Linked DNA regions of Oryctolagus cuniculus: region 1 is linked to region 2. Evidence: chromatin contacts called from public Hi-C data. All regions are on one chromosome and are shown on one strand. Each heading gives the region's core, a stretch centred on a gene start, on an enhancer-like site or on the middle of the called end of the contact. The rest is flanking DNA. Distances are from core to core; before and after follow the strand shown. Region 1 overlaps KIAA1671 (KIAA1671 ortholog). Region 2 overlaps KIAA1671 (KIAA1671 ortholog).

What was found. Hi-C and Micro-C count contacts between places; a contact is called where the count stands out from the background.
Region 1: a Hi-C map of an unstated tissue shows a contact between it and region 2, with 6 times the contacts expected there. The contact joins two enhancer-like sites. A contact is called at or near these places in 3 of 6 Hi-C or Micro-C datasets (ear pinna, skin fibroblasts and an unstated tissue).

What each region holds. Positions count from the first base shown.
Region 1 is chr21:19,324,501-19,327,574 of mOryCun1.1, forward strand. All of the region lies in intron 5 of KIAA1671 (KIAA1671 ortholog), which reads left to right. Among named protein-coding and RNA genes, the nearest start is that of CRYBB3, 26 kb to the right of the region's middle. Within about 2 kb of position 1,426, at least 2 of the 8 cell types and tissues checked have an H3K27ac peak or open chromatin away from gene starts, as enhancers often do.
Region 2 is chr21:19,254,304-19,257,142 of mOryCun1.1, forward strand. The region is part of intron 5 of KIAA1671 (KIAA1671 ortholog); the gene reads left to right. Among named protein-coding and RNA genes, the nearest start is that of KIAA1671, 95 kb to the left of the region's middle. Within about 2 kb of position 1,533, at least 2 of the 8 cell types and tissues checked have an H3K27ac peak or open chromatin away from gene starts, as enhancers often do.

The sequences.
Region 1 (3,074 bases), core at 176-2,675, 70 kb after region 2:
TCAAGCTAATTTTTGAAAATCTGACTTGTTGAAAGTTATAGAAAGCCGGCGCCGTGGCTCAATAGGCTAATCCTCCACCTTGCGGCGCCGGCACACCGGGTTCTAGTCCCGGTCGGGGCGCCGGATTCTGTCCCGGTTGCCCCTCTTCCAGGCCAGCTCTCTGCTATGGCCAGGGAGTGCAGTGGAGGATGGCCCAGGTGCTTGGGCCCTGCACCCCATGGGAGACCAGGAAAAGCACCTGGATCCTGGCTCCTGCCATCGGATCAGCGCGGTGCGCCGGCTGCAGCGGCGGCCATTGGAGGGTGAACCAACGGCAAAGGAAGACCTTTCTCTCTCTGTCTCTCTCTCTCACTGTCCACTCTGCCTGTCAAAAAAAAAAAAAAAAAAAAAAAAAAAAAAAAAAAAGTTATAGAAAGGTTGGTAGGTAGTTGATGTTGTTGGTGGTTGTTGGTGATTGTTGGTGGTGGTTGTTGGTAGTAGTTGATGTTGGTGGTTGTTGGGGGTCCCTGGGAGAGGGTAAGAAGAGAGAGGGGAGGCAGGAGAGTGACCCTGAAGGAGCAGAAGACCTCCCAAGTCCCCCACTATTGAGGGCCCTGTAGGTGGCATTTATGGTGTTGAACTTGACCCCGAGGGCCTTGGGGAGCCAGGCCAGCAGGGTGTGGAGCAGGGCCCTGCAGGCTCAGGGTGCCGTCTAGGGGAGGAGAGAGGGGAGAGGGCACATGGCAGGCGGAGGTGGGGAGAGAAGCGGCGAGCTGCCTGGGGCTGGTGGAATGTTCCAGACAGAGGTGGTGAGAGATGCTGCCCTCGGGAATCCCAAGCTGGTGGAGGGAGAAGACCTGTCCTTCTCTGCCCTAGGAATGTCGGATTCTTGAGCCTGAATCCTAGTCCTTGGGTGAATAGCTGGGATCTACCGGACTGTGGCCAGACACCACTGGGTCCAGGGCTGCCCAGAGCGAGCCCAGATCCCACCCTCGGGATCCTACAGAACCTGCGCTGACTCCAGAGCCCCACCTGTGGGTCCCCTCCCCAGTCCCTGGGCCTGGGCCATCTCTATCCTGGGGGCGGCGGTGGCAGCGGCGGCGGGGGAGGGTGTATGAGGTCCCAAGAAGAGGCACACCTTGCCAAGTCTCACTTCTCCTGCCTGACCGGGGAGGGAGTGAAGGCGTTCTAAGAATAGCAGCTCCCGTTGGGTGCACCTGTTAGGAGCACCTGCTGCAGGCCCGGCGCTGGGCGTCACACTTTCCAGAGATCTTTCTCCTTGCAGCCTCCACACAGCCCTCGCTTTAGCAGTGAGAAAACCAAGGCTTGGATAGGTGGAGCCACTTGGTCAGCTGGGGCGGAGCAGGGACAGCAAGCCCCGCCTCTCCCTCCCTACCCCCAGCCCCAGCTGTGAAATGGCTCCCAGCTGTTGCTTCTCTGCCTTCCCCCTGGGCTTAGCACACACATACAGGGGCAGGCTGAGGGTCCAGCTTGCAGCACTACAAGGGACTGGAAGCACCATTGGCCTCTGAACTGACCCCTGGTGGGGATTCAGCTGTTGAGTGGCCGGTTCCATCACCTCTTTAAAAATAGCTGGCAGCTGGGAGCACACCCGGGCGATCATTTCCATTCCTGAGCTCCAGGGAGGATCCTGCCAAGGGTGCCGTGCCTCCAAGGCATAGGCACGGAAGGTGCCCACCATGGGCACTGACTCCATCCCGAGCCCCACAAGCTGCCTGAGACGGCTTGGAGCTGGGGGCTGTCCCAAGGCTGGCGAGCTCACCAGCAGGCAAAGTCTTCCAAGTCCACTGCCCTGCGGCCAGCCCGTCTGTACTTAGGAACTCCTCCTACGGGAGGGAGCACGGGGCTGTGTTGGCTTCGCCTCCGGGATGTGGGTCGAGTTGTTGATCATAGCACTAAGTGAACCTCGCCGAAGCCGTGCAGCGGAGTAGCCTCAGCCGTATATGATGAGGGTATAGTGGAATTGACCTAGGGAAATTTCCGGGCAGGACTGTGCCGGGCCATCCATGCCCTTGGGGTGACCCCACTGCCTCCCTGTGGCTGAGAGAGGGAGGCTGTTCCCCCGACACGCCCTTCACAGAGGTTTGCTCAGCTAAGCATCCGAGAAGCTGAGCAGCAAGTGGGCTCCCCCGTCAATCACCCCAACTCCACCTGCTAAGCACCTACTATGTGCCAGGCAGACGCCACGTGGGGAGCAAAGGTGGCAGAACACCCCAGCCCTAAAGGGTGCCTCTGAGGAGATGCAGGGCCCTGGGGCTGTGTGTTGTGATGCCGCCCCTTTCCGGTTCCCTGATGCCTGGCACATAGTAGGTGTGCAGTAAATCCTTGTTGGGTAAATAGCTTGTGAGTAAAAACCGGACCTGGTGCAAGTGATGAGGCGTCCAGGGGGAAGGAGAGGCACGGCCGGGTGCAGTGGCTCTGGGTGGGGGCAGGCAGGAAGAGGGGAAGGGCTCAAGCAAAGCCACGCAGGCCAGGGCATGCGAGGCCTGTGCGGGGTACAGAGGGGAGTACGGGGGAGGAGGTGGGGTAGGCGTGTGTTTGGAGCAAGGCTGAGGGATGGGGCTGGGCAGGAGCCGTGGGACCTGGGCTCTCAGTGGGAAGACAGTAGGGAGCTTTTGAAGGTTCTTGAGCAGAAGAGAGGGAGAAGCTCCAGCCAGCCCAGTTTGCCTCCTGAGCGCCAGTGGGATGCAGGGAGTGAAGATGCTCCCGGGTGGTCCTCCCAGAGTTGGGGCCAAGGCGGTTGTGACCCCTGGCCCCCATCTCCACATCCGTCCTGGGAAGAATGACTGGGAGTGCCATCCGATGCCCAGGCCACCAAGGCCATTTACATTGTCCCTGGGTCCAGCTTCTCCAGCATCTCCCAGCTTCTCCAGCGTCTCCCAGCTTCTCCCCACTCCTTCGCCTCCGTGGCAGCCGGTTCTGAGGTTCATGGAATGGCTTTTCTTCTGCGGAGGGGATGTAGAGGGAAACCCTGTGGTTCAGTCACCTGGTGAGGGCTTTCAGGCGACCTACTGTGTGCCAGGCAGGTCCTGGCTCAGCCCTCGCACTTCCTGCCTGCCCCCTCCCCCAGGGCT
Region 2 (2,839 bases), core at 283-2,782:
ATCCACTGGTTCACTCCCCAATTGGCTGCAATGGCTGGAGCAGTGCCGATCCAAAGCCAGGAGCTTCTTCTGGGTCTCCGATTGTGGGCGCAGAGGCCAAGGACTTGGGCCATCTTCTACTGCCCTCCCAGGCCATAGCAGGGAGCTGGATGGGAAGTGGAGCAGCTGGGATGTGAACCGGCGCCCATATGACATGCTGGCACTGCAGGCTTTACCCACTATGCCACAGTGCTGGCCCCACCTAAATATTTCTAAGGTGCAGTGAAGCATGACTGAGAATGTTGTCCAGGGATTTGGTCTGAATTACTGTGGTTTAAGAAAACCCCTGGCAGGTTTGAGAAAGCCAGATGTTTTATGGAGAGAAGCTGAGATAGGAAACTGAAGGTGTATTCTCTTTAACATTACGTTAATATTTTATGTCAAGCACATTGACATGAATAAGCTATAACAGGTTTATGCTGATACAATTTTATTATTTTTAAAGATTTTTAAAAAATATATTTGAAAGGCAGAGTTACAGAGAAAGATCTTCCATCCTCTGGTTCACTCCCCAGATGGCTACAACAGCCAGGACTGGGCCGGGCTGAAGCCAGAAGCCCAGAACTCCATCCAGGTCTCTCACATGGGTGCAGGGACCCAAGCACTTGGGCCGTCCTCTGTTGCCTTCCCAGGCGCATTAGCAGGGAGCTGGATGGGACGTGGAGCAGCCGGGACTTGAACCTGTGCCCCTTCAGGCTGCTGGTGGCGTCGCCCACAGCGCCACATTGCTGGCCCCGACACAATATGCTTCGTGGTTGTGATACAGAGGTGGGAACAGAGTAATGGATTTTTACTTTGTTCCTCCTATGGGCCAGTCTCGTGGTTTGCCAGGGCTGCCGTGAGGCTGTAACACAAGAAATCGATTCACTCACAGGTCTGGAGCGTGCAGGTGCAACGTCTGGATGTTGTCTGGTTTGGTTTCTGCCGAGGCCACTCCCCTGGGCTCCCAGGTGGCTGCCAGCTTGCTGGGTCCTCCCCTGGTCTTTCCTGCGTCTGTGTGCCCAGATGTCGATGGGTCCACAGTTCCTCCTCTTAGGAAGACAGCGGCTGCGTTGGGTTGGGGTCCACCCTCAGAGCCTCTGTGAGTGCAGTCCCGTGCAGGGCACTAAGGGTTAGGGACACAGTGCAGCCGTGAGAACCAGGCGCTGGGCAAAGCAGTTGGTAGCGCTGCAGTTTAACCTCACAGCCGCCCTGCGAGGGGGCCACTGTTCTCCCTCCCCCCGCATTGCAGGTGAGCAAGACGGGGCTCAGAGAGGTGAAGCCACTTGCACAAAGTCACACAGCTGGCCGGCGGTGCAGCTGTCTAGCCCAGGTGCCTGCCCTGTGTTAGTTTACATTTATAATTTGATCTTGGCTGGGGCTTGCCTCTTTTTTTTTTTTTTAAGCCTTTCATGTTCTAATGAGTTTATCCAGCATTTCCTCAGGGCCTCTCTGGACCTGCCCCGTCCCCATGGAAGGCCTGGATTGGGAGAGATGAAGGCAGAGGGAACGTGCCAGCCCCCCAGTGCTGTCCTGGCTTGCCCAGGCCCTACCCGGCCCAGCCTGCTTGGCCACCTGCCCCTGGGCCAGGCAGGGCCGCCCCTCCCAGCTCAGCAGCCTCGCCCAGTGAAAGCAGCTTTTGTGCTCCTGTGTGTTGCCCTGGGGGGATCAGCGAAGCCTCAGTTTGGGAAGAACGCGGCCACCTGCCTCCTGAGTGCAGGTCAGCCCCAGTGGCTGTCTCCCAGGCTGACGGGGCAAGGTGGCGGCCTGGGTTACCCTCCTGGGTGCACGGGGTCGACGCAGTTTGCTTTGTAGCTTGTCAGAGCTTCCCAGGTTCTGTAGGGCCCACGGGGCAGGGGCGTGGAGAGGGAGGGTCCAGGGCGTTGGTTCTGGTCTTAAATAACCAGCCACGCTGGAGCCCAGCGGGCTGAACAGACTGCTTATGTCTCTCCCGGCTTCCGTGGGTCGGGAGTCAGGCGGGCCTCAGCGGAGACAGCTGCTCCGTATCTGGGGCATCTGCAGAGGGGCCCTGAGAAGCTGACTGCTAGAATCTTCTAGACACTTCCTCACCTTCGTGCCTGGTGCCTGTGTTGATTCCAGGGCGGGGCCTCTCTGGGATCTGCGGCTCAGGGCTCCTAAAGGGAGCCTCCCGCTGTGGGCTGGGGCGTGGAGCGCTGGCCACGTGAGCCGTTGCTGGGGCCAAGAAGGCAGGTGCACCTCTCTCTTTGTGAGGAAAAGTCACTTCTGCAGTTGGTGGGGGCAGCCACGCGGGGGAGGGGAGAAGGGGCCGAGACGGTGCCGCCGGGCAGGTGTTCAGTGCGGTCTCCTGTCCGAGTGCCTGAGTCCAGTCCGGGCTCCTCGGCCTCACACCAGCTTCCTGCCGATGAGCACCCTGGGAGGCAGCGGGCGATGGGTCAGGTCTTTAGATCCACATCAGCCGTGTGGGAGACCCAGCCCCAGCCCGTGCAGCCACCTGCAGAGTGAACCAGTAGATAGAAGATTCTCTCTCTCTTTCTCTCTCCCTTTTTAACTAAAGCGAAAAACAAACAATAAGATTTCAAGAACCCAGCACACGTGGAAGGAAAGGAAATGTTGCCAGGCAATGTTGCCCCACCCCCACCCCGGGCAGGGGACTCCGGGCACGCTGTCCTAGGCAGGCGGCAGGGCCGGGACCAGGGCCCAGGCCCACAGAGCCCCGGCAGCTCGGTGCTCGGTGCGGAACGTGCTGCAGGCGGAAGCTGTGGGCTCACTTTCCCCTTCTCTGCTAAACTTAGAATATTCCTGGAGTTCTTGGGAGTTCGCACTCAGCCGTCTGAGTCAT